Linked DNA regions of Anas platyrhynchos: region 2 is linked to region 1. The links are chromatin contacts, called in public Hi-C maps. All regions are on one chromosome and are shown on one strand. The core of a region is the stretch at or near the end of the contact, and the rest is flanking DNA. Distances in the headings are between cores, read along the strand shown.

Region 1 (5,058 bases), core at 1,594-4,093:
TAAAACCATGGCAAAACGAGGAGCTGGCCTCTGCGGCGGGACTCGGTGGGTTTCAAAGTCTGTTCTTTGTAGTAAATCATAAAAAGAAATCCTTTCATCACTATTACAGACATTTGCTCAGCAGACATTAAAAATTGCAGCTGGAATTGAAAATGCTGAAATCCATCTGAAAGTTAGCCTGAGCCCTGGGACTGCTGTTAGCAGCTGCACGATCATGGTGTTGGTTTGTCCTGGAAAGTGCAAGAGCAGCGACTGCACCCAGCTATGCTTGAGCCCAGCTTGGAGATAAATTGCATGAAATAATCGGATGTAATGAAACCTAGAGTAACCTGGAGCCAGCTGATGGTACCTGTAAACTCATCGGCGGTCTTCAGCGCTGTGCAGCCGCACTGCATGTGCTACAAACACCTGCACAAAGCTGGTGTAGGACACAGGGTGCTGGGGAGCAAACATGGGGTGCGGAGAGCAGCACTGGGTGTAGGAGCAACCACGGCCTCTGGAGAAGGGAAAGGCCTCTGGTGAGATCTTCCAGAGTTGACATTTTGCATGAGGGACAGGGCAAAAGGCAGACGAGGCCCTGGTGGCTTCCTGTGACACCCGCTGTGACAACCTCGGTGGCAAAGCCACCTCCCAGGGGATGGGGCCGTGGAGTGGGCTGGGGCAGCCCTGGCACAGCCGGAGCTCTCTGCCTCTCAGGAAAAAGCTGCAGTTCCCAGTAAAAGCCATTCGCATCTGTCTCGAGTGGATTTGTGCTGAAAGCAGCCAGAATGACAAGGCAGTGAGAACCTCACGCTCCGCTGCAGGGCCGCTGGTGCTGCACGCACGCTGCAGCCCCGCTTCCTGCTGGCTGGGAGAGGGCTCGGAGCAAGCTGGGGTCCTGCGGGGTGCACAAAGAGGATCGAATACGGAGAGGCTTGCTGCCTCAGGCCAATTTCAGCCCTTTGAAAATGTATTTTATCAGAGGCCCAGAGCAATACAATTGCTTCCTGTTACAACAAAATGCATCTGGTTTGAGTTTTCCAATTTATCCCCTCAATCCCTGCCATGAGGGGCTGATGCTCTGCCAGCCTATTGTTTCCCAGTTGAAAGCAGATGGTAGGGGCTGGAAGTCTGATGGGGTTCAAACCCAGCCCAAAGCACTAAATGTCAACCTGCTGGCCGGGGCATTTTAGGGATCAGCAGCTGCCAACAGAGCGCCCTGGCCCCAGGACGGTGGCTGCACCGTGCACCCGGGCACAAGGCGCCGGACAGATGGACACGTGCACACAGCAGGACTGGTCCCTGCGCTGCCTCTGAGCCCACAGCACACAGGGTTTGCTCCTCACTCCTCTGCCAGGGGATGAGCAGATGAATGCTCACTTCCATGGCAGCCTTCCCGTACCTTTTTGATGAATAAGAGACCGTAAAGAGCAGCTACTTGAGGGAGGACACACTTCTCCCAATACGGCATTGTCACCGAAATCATCTGCAACGTAGCTGTTGAGTGTTGCAGGAGCTTCTGGCACTTCAAAATTTATCCTGAAAAAGGAATGAAAACATTTTTACCCCAGGCAACAACATTTGTAGGAAAGTCTTTGAATAATCCTGGCTTTCTTTTAGTGAAAAGTCCAGGGGCAAATTTTCTGTTGCTGTAAGTAAACACTCTTCCCCGAATCCGCCGTGCTGTGCCATGGGAGGTGTTGCCTCCAGCCCCATCTCTGGCAGCCTGGGCTCTTCAGGCAGGCCCTCAGTCTCCAAAACCTGATGCCAGAACTTTCCAGTCCCAGCCCAGTGTCCAGGTTTTTCCCTGCTGCTGCAAATGCCTACACCCATGAAGAATCTAAGCAATGATCTCAATCAAAGGATGCTTTCGTGCTCGTTCAAAGACGTAAGTCACCTGAGGGACTGAGCTGTGATGAGCACAGATCTGATGCAAAATCTGAACACTGTGCCTTGCTGAAGTGCCTAAAGCCAGACAGAAAGCAAACAAACAGAATAACGTACAGTGAAAGAAAGGTTTGCTCTCGAAGGTTTAAGAGTAGGTGCAGCCTCAGATAGATGAGGTACATTCAAACTACCCTCAGAGTATGAAAGGTGTAAGGGTCAGGTTGATAGAAATAAACCAAACCAAAACAATTTGGGCCACGGGGGTATTCAAGCTGCACCCTACTCCTCCTGATGAGAAAAAGTAAACACCGGGATTTGATTTGCCTAAACTTTTGTCCTTTTTTGGAAAAAAAAAAAAAAAAAAAGTCTTAAAGCATAGGATATTTGTAACGTTTTCATCTTGTTTGTACTGAAAAATGGCAGGGCTGTTCTGCTGGCTGCTGCCTGGAGCTTGCACATGCTGGTGTGCCCAGGAGCAGCTCCTGCCTCCAGCCTTGGGGCACTGCGCTCCCAGCTGCGCGTTACAGCCCCGTTCTGCAGGCAGCACGAGGATACCTGGGATTTCACTTCTGTGCACAGCTGCTCCTGCAGCCCCAGGCTAAAATCTGCAGTGGTTTCAGCCAAGTCTCCATGGGAGACCGCAGGATGACAAGTGTCCTGTGAACGCATCCATCCCCACCAGGGCTTTTCCTGCTGCCGGGCTGCTCGTGGCCAGATCCTGCACTCAGAGAGGTGTTTTACAAACGTAACAGCTGGATGCAGAGGATGACATCTTTCATGCTGATATGTCAAGGTAGCACCTCCACATCCTTCGGGCAGTGTTAATATTTGGACAGGGTTAATATATAAGCAGCACTTCTTAGTTTAGACTCCTGCCCTGTGCTCTGATCCTTGCCAACCTGCGCGGCTCTGCCTGGATTCCTGCCTGCCCCTACGCGGCACCGGGCTGGGGCCGGACACGGGCACTCAGCTCAAACAAAACACACATGGATGTCTGTGGGAGTCACGCCTGAGTAGTAACCGCAGGAACAAGGCACCATTGTGGGCTGTGGAGAAAAACAATTAATGCGATCAGCCAAAATATTCAGAGAGCACCTCTGCAAACACCCCATTCCTCTCTTGGAAAGAAAGAATGCTTCTGAGGCTGCTCGGAGCTGTGCTCTGAATATTCATGGCGTGCTCCTGGTCCTGAGGCACCGCTTGTTTGCATTAAGGATAAGGAAGGGCACAAACTATTAACCTCTGCAATTCAGCCTTCACTTCTCACATTAGTACGCTATGGAAAAAATCCAGCGGCAGTCATGGCATATCAGTCCAGTAAGTGTCTGGTGAAATGGAGCTAAACTCGGGTCCTGCTGAGCCCTTTTGGTTTGGGCAGAGCCCTGGGACAGTTCTGTTCTCCCTGGGCTCTGCCCCCCAGCACCCCCAGGCCCTCCCGCAGCTCTCCCTGTTGTCACCTTGTGCAGCTGCTTCTCTGTGCCGGTGCCCCGCGCGGGCTGTTACCTGCGGGTTATTTGGGGAGGGAAGTGGCATTGCGCAGGGCGGTGCTGCAGAGATCGTGCTGCTGGAAGCAGGATGTTCCTCCCCAGAGTGAAAAGCAAACCTGCAATTTGATGGCTGCTTCAAAGATCGAAAACTTTGTCCCCCAAACAAAGCAGATTTGCTGGAATTACTCATACTGTGTCAGGTGGAAATACAGGGAGTTATTCAGAAAAAGCACATTTTCTAGAACAAAGCAGAGAGAGCTGAGGAGCACCCCTGCCACCCGACCCCAGGCTCCCCGGCAGCCTGGATCCCAGGCTCTGCCCGGCCTGTGCCTGCCTGCTCAGGGGCACCGTGCCCGGCCTCGCCATGCTCCCAATGCCCTCTCTGGGTTTTTGCTCCTGGCACTCTCCAGGAGATGTGGTTTGGCAGCGTGGGGCGTGGAGACACCCTGGAAAAAGCAGTGCAGGGACAGCGCGGCGCTGTGCTGGCCGTGCCCACTCGCACAACAGCCCTCTGTGCGGAGGGAATTCAGGCAAATTAAAGGCTGGGGAACAAAACGTTTCATTTTGGTTTGTGGCCCTGAATGTGCGAGGGCAGCAGGAAGTGCGTGTAGGGCTTTGGTTTGCCTTCCCCCAAAAGGAAGCTACAGCTCCAGGATCAGGCCCCTTTAGGGCCATGCAAACACCTTATGGGATCTGCACACAACCCGGCTCTCTTAATTTCTATGACCTATTAGCAGATTAGTTAATTAAAGGCTACTTGAATTTAGAGCTTCCTGGAGGAGGCACTTGCTCAGTCCCTGCACCATCACCAGAAAAGGAAAGAAAAATCGCTACAGGTTTTCCTTGGGTGTGAAAAATGAGCTCTTGTCTGAGTGAAGTCAGCGCTGCGACACCAACAGCTGGAGCCCCGCCGCAGAGCAGCCTTCCCGTCCCGGTTCTCTGAAAGGGCTGCTTTTCCAGCAATGTCAATCCGAGGAAATTTATTTAGGCAGTCTCAAGGGAAGGCCCTGGCAAAGCATTAATAGGTTTGTGTTACAAAGGAGACCTTTATTCACTGCTCTTTAAGTTGGCCTAGGTTTTGTTAGGCTATTTAAGTTCATGCACAAAGAAAACGTCTGTCTCTGACAGTCTCGGTGCTTCAGCTCTCGGTGCAGGGCTCCAGAGGAATCTGCTGAGCCACCCATGAGCTGCCCAGTTCCTCAGCACCGCATCCAGGCGCTGTGCCTGCACACCCTGCACCCACGTAACGCCAGGCGCCCTGCTTGGAGCCCCCCGCCAGCACCACGTCCTCAGGGCAGCCACGGGGCTGAGCCTGCAGCGGGCTCCTGGCCTAGCCGAGAGGCATGGGTGCAAAGCACAGAGGTGATTTAGTGGGGAAAATTCCTAGCAAAGGCAGTAGGAAAGCAATGGGAGAATTATAGCTGCCCCCAGGGAAATATTTCAGCGCTTTGCCCGGCTTTAAAAAATCTGATTGAAAATAATGTGTCCGACCGGCACAGCGGTGTGCCTGCAGCCAGGTGGGTACAGGCAGCGTGGCACTGTCCTCCCTGCTGGAAGCAAAACGCGGAAAGCAGGGGTGGACTTGCCACAGCACCCCTCAGTGCTCGGTCAGGGTACCTGTCTGCAGCACAGCTTCCACCTGGAGGGCAGTGAACGGGTATGAGTGGTTCCCTGAATGCTGGATGTCGTGATTTGCTCAGGTGTG
Region 2 (5,058 bases), core at 1,312-3,811, 34 kb after region 1:
CGCAGTCCAGTTGAAATAGCTCCAGGAAAGCACAAAATGCCAGCCATCATGCTTTATCTTGGTTTCGAGCTTTAACTCTCCATTTAGAATTTAATCTAAACAACCCATTTGCCAAACAGAATGCCGTCCTGCTCATGCTGTTTTAATTTCCTCAGAAAGAATCCCATAATACGCTAGGCAAGACATCAACAATAATTAAACCCAACAGTGATTGAAAATCAAATTTTCAGGGCCTTGCAGCAAGCCCTAATGAGTTCCAGACTCGCCTTCCCCGACTTGCTCAAACTGGTTGCGCGACGCTGCCAAGCCAAATTAAAGTTTGACAGTATTTCACCCTCTGCCCAGAAAAAGTGCCCTTCTCATGATTCAGGAAATTAAACAGCCGTCTACCGCAAAGACGCCCATTTGTCTTTGGACGTGTATTATCCAGACTGATCCAGGTTCAGTATTTTTCTTGTTCTTGTTATGCCGTTTTGTTTCCCTTTCAAAGGGCAGAATAGCTGGGACTTTTCTTTGTATGCTGTTGTGCCCAGTGCCAGCTGAGGTGAACTGGGACAGCCAGCCTGTCAGAAGAGGTACACAGAGATGGGGTATTCGCCTCCCTCACTCCACGCAGGAGATGTTAAGCTCCACACTGCCTGGTCACGAGTGACCACAAGAAAACACATCCTGCAGGAGCGCACCCTTCCACTGCAGGCACTTTCTGCTGTTCCTTCTACAGATTTAAGTGAAATTGCAGCTAAAGATGTCATCTCTGTGATGGTGGATCTTTACGGTCCCTTACCCTTCCACCAAAGGGAGACAAGCATCAGGTTGCCAGGTTTCTGCACAGAGAAACCTTACAGAGGGTTTTAAGCCCTTTGACCTACCGCTGCACAGCCTCAGGCTCCAGCCCCTTTGGGGATGACAATCAGAAGCTCCTGGGCAATGGGTCCAGTGCAGAGGCAGCTTTACCACAGTGCGGTCTGCCCAGCCCTCCTTGCTGCCCACATCTTACCCTGCTGCTCCCGGGGCATCTCCAGCCCTGCAAGCAAAGCCCTGGCCAAGGCAGGAAGCACCGTGATGCCTGAGGAAAACCAACAGACCACAGCTCCACGAGCAGCAGCACAATCCTCAGCTGCACCTGCCCATGCAAAGGTGTCACTGAACAGCAAACACCTTGGTCATCCCACCTTGCTGCTGAGCACCAACACCACCCAGGGCAACCTGCACCAAGCAGCCAGCTTCTGCAAAACCCAGCAAACAGCTCGAGCAGCAGCACTGCTCAGAGGCACTGGGACCGAGGCTGACCTGTCCCAGGAGGGGTTTCCGAGGCCAGCACTGGCACAAAGCTCAGGAAGCTGCCATCCCTTGGCTGGGGAGGTCCCGCGGTGCCCCTGTGCTGGCACTGCCCCACCACAGCCATCTGGCAGCGGGAGATGAGATTACAACAGAGTGGAAGCCTCGAAGTGCTGACATTAGGCATTTAACTCATCCCCTAACTATGCGGTGACAAAGGTACATCGAGTAAGGCCGTAAGAGCAGCTGCTCCCTGCCGACCCGTTCCACACGTTTTTATTTAGCGATTAAAGCCCCTTCCACTCAGCCCTCACCGTGCCAAGGGAGGGCTTCAGTTATTCTGGTTCGTTTGCTCATCTGTGGCAGAGACCTGGATTTTCCAGGTAAAAGCGAGCCTTTGGCACCCCGACCAAGGGGCACGAGGACTTCCCAGCCCCTACAAAGCCTGGGACGAACCCCCCAGCGCACAAACTCGGCCCGACACGAGCTGGCCCCGACGGCCCCGAGCGGCTTCCCCAAGAGCCGCACCGACGGGGGCTCGGGGCGCAGCGGCAGGAGCGGGGCCGGGACACCCCGGGGGCTCCATCCCGGTGCGGCTCCATCCCCCGCGGGTCACCGCAGCCAGGAGCGGAGCCGGGAGCCCTGCGGAGCCGTCCCGGCCGGCAGCGGCGCTCCCCGGGCACTGCGCGGCTCAGCCGCCCCCAGCCGCAGGGCGCGGAACCGAGCGGCGCCTCCCGGCACGGGCAGCACCGGGGAACCGCGCCCGGCTCCGGGGCGGCACCGGCACCGTCCCGGCGGGGCTGAACCGCAGCATCCCGCCCCGCAGCCCGCACCCCCAGCCGCGCACCGCACCGCACCGCGCACCGTCCCGCTCCGCTCCCCCAGCCGCGCACCGCTGCGCACCGCACGGTCCCGCTCCCCCAGCCGCGTCCCGTCCCGTCCCGTGTCCCGCTCCGCGTCCGCGTCCGCGTCCGCGTCCGCGTCCCCGTCCCGCATCCCCGTCCCGCATCCCCGCCCCGCACCTTGCGCGCTCCGTGCCCGGCTCCGTCCCGCGCAGCGCCCGCTGCCCGCCTGCTGCGCGCCTCCCGCCCGGCGCCTTTCATTGGCGGCCCCCGGCGGCCCCCGGCCAATCGGCCGCCGGAACGAACTTTCCTGGCCAATGGGCGCGCGGCGGGGCTGGGCCGGGCGGGGCGCGCTGGGTGCTGCGCGCACGTGTGCGCCGGAGAGGCGCGCAGGGTGCGGGGCGCAGCGCAACGCTGCTGGGTGCAACCCATCCCCATCCCGTCCCCATCCCCGTCCCCATCCCAATCCCAATCCCAATCCCAATCCCATCCCCGTCCCCGTCCCCATCCCCGTCCCCATCCCAATCCCAATCCCAATCCCAATCCCATCCCCGTCCCCGTCCCCATCCCCGTCCCCGTCCCCATCCCAATCCCATCCCCGTCCCCGTCCCCATCCCCGTCCCCGTCCCCATCCCCATCCCAATGCCATCCCCGTCCCCATCCCCGTCCCCATCCCCGTCCCCATCCCCGTCCCCATCCCAATCCCAATCCCAATCCCAATCCCAATCCCATCCCCGTCCCCATCCCATCCCCATCCTCATCCCCGTCCCCATCCCCGTCCCCATCCCATCCCCATCCCCATCCCCGTCCCCATCCCCATCCCCATCCCATCCCCTCTGACCACTCTGCGCCATCCCCCCCAGCCACCACAGCTCCCACCCGGAGCGCAGGGACCAGCAGGAGTAGGCTGGGGCACTTCGTTGCAGCAGCCACTCTGTTGTGTTCTGAGCAGAAGAAAGTGTCTGGAACCATGTTCCTCTTCCTAATTCAGCGTATGCTAAGTGCTGACCTATAGCCTTTGGGTGTTGTTTTTCTGTTTTCCTCTTTTTTTTTTTTTTTGCACAAAAGGGCAGGGTCTCCTGTGCAGTTTCCCACAGACATTCCTGCCCGCTCTGGCTTTAGCAGGGAGGCCCAGCACAAAGCCCCCTTGTCCCGCTGAGGGCGAGGGCCCACACGCGCGGGCTGGCGGCTGGCCCTGTCCCCTGTCCCCCCGCTGTGCCCTCCTCCTGCTGGCGCCGGCGGGACCGTGCTGAAATACCAGGAACCTGCACCCGACCGCCTCCTGACGTCCTGCAAGCAAAGCACAGCTGCCAGCAGCACCCGGCACAGCTCCAGGCTGGACTGTTTCTTTACTGGTGTAATTAAAATAAAAAAGGATCTAAATGACCTTATACTGATTCAGTATCTCACCTGCTGTTACATTTTCTGAGATCCCTTTCAGATATTCACGCAAAGAAGGGAAGCGTGGGGGTCATTTTCACCAGGATTCAGTTTCTGAGGGCACAAAGTGCCTTTTGCTCACCTGCTTCTGCACGTGACCCCGGCAGGAGCCATCGGAGCTCACGTTGCTTGTTGTCCCCAGTGCCTGGATACGCCTCCCCAAAACGAGGGACTGCAAATTGCAGCGGCCGTGTGAAAACGCACGAAGGGCAGCAAAGGTGCCCACGAGGGGACGGGAAGGCAGCGTGGGGTCCATGCTCCTGTCCCATGCTCTGGCCGTGCTCTGCGTGGTCCTGACGTGGCTCTACAGATCGTATGAGAGGAGGGCGCCCTGCAGCTTCCACCCAGGTGTGGCTGCCACTGGGGGCTGCAAGCGGTGCCCCAGGAGCTGGGGTCCCACTTGCGCAATGGCTGTGATCGTTGGGCTGGTCCCTGCAGCCCTGCTGAGGCCGTGTGCTCGCCCCCCAGCAGCTCCTCGCCCTGCGGAGGGGTTCCCTGCTCTGAGAAAAACCCGCGGCAGCCACGGAGGTGGTAGCAGCCTGCTCCAGCAGAGAGGCCGTGGGCACCGGGGCTGGGAAGCCTCCTGGGGAGGGAACGTGCCCTGATAGCAGAGCGATTTTACATGTTTTGGAGGAGATATTTAAACATCCTCAGAACAATCTGGGCTAAGAAGCAAATGCAGAAGAGAAATTGTGGAGAGACGCAGTCCTGCCGGGGACAGCGTGAGCCTGACCTTACAGAGGCATGTGGAGAGCGGCAGCGGGAGCAGCGCGGGGATATTGTTTTTCAGGCCCGTGTCACCAAGGGCTTGGCAGCCACAGAAAACACTTGAAATGGCAATGGGATGACATTAACTCACTTTCCCAATCCACACATGCACATGGCAACCTGGGGAGTAGGAAAGAACTTACAGAGGGATTTCTCAGCCCCGCAAGGCACGGGGTCACGGGCCAGGCCCCCCCGCTCGGGGACGCTGCCGCCGGTCCCCGCTCCCCCGCGGCGAGGTTTGCGCCTCCTGCACGCGTGGAGGGGGGCAGCCTGCTCGTGGGCAGCAAACCCGGGCGGTGGGGATGCATTCTGTGAAAAAGCACAAGTTTTGCTTCCTGGTGTGGTTTTCCACAAGAGCTGCAGGGTGCCAGGTGCCCAGGTGGCTGAGCTGCCCCCACACAACGGAGGCTGTCCGTCAGCGTGGGAGCAGGGGTTGGCACCCTGTGTAATTAGGCTTACTGTTGGAAGAGGATCAAACTAAGATCTGAACGGGTTTCAGAAACACCCAAAATGCTTATATCTACAACAAAATACATCTGGGATTGTTGTAATTGATGATAACACAGAGAAATAACACGATAAGCTGCAGCTAATCCTAGGCAGCCCATGATACAACATCAAGGGCAGATTATTTCTGGTGCTCAGAAACACCGGGTGAAGCACCTGGCAGTGGCTGCTCTCAGGGACGGGAAGCTGGACCGAGCCGGATTTTGCATATTTCAGTCTCCAG

Evidence for each region. Hi-C and Micro-C count contacts between places; a contact is called where the count stands out from the background.
Region 2: a Hi-C map of skeletal muscle shows a contact between it and region 1, with 2.7 times the contacts expected there. The contact joins the promoter of LMCD1 here to the enhancer-like site in region 1. A contact is called at or near these places in 2 of 8 Hi-C or Micro-C datasets (liver and skeletal muscle).

The regions. Positions count from the first base shown.
Region 1 is chr13:966,663-971,720 of IASCAAS_PekinDuck_T2T, forward strand. No RefSeq gene overlaps it. Among named protein-coding and RNA genes, the nearest start is that of LMCD1, 34 kb to the right of the region's middle. Within about 2 kb of position 2,844, at least 2 of the 8 cell types and tissues checked have an H3K27ac peak or open chromatin away from gene starts, as enhancers often do.
Region 2 is chr13:1,001,065-1,006,122 of IASCAAS_PekinDuck_T2T, forward strand. It overlaps LMCD1 (LIM and cysteine rich domains 1), which reads right to left and starts at 2,562. Exons shown (of 6, transcript XM_027467415.3): 1 at 2,301-2,562. The coding sequence starts at 2,558. LOC119718295 (a long non-coding RNA gene) reads right to left here and starts at 2,175. Exons shown (of 2, transcript XR_011812589.1): 1 at 1-2,175.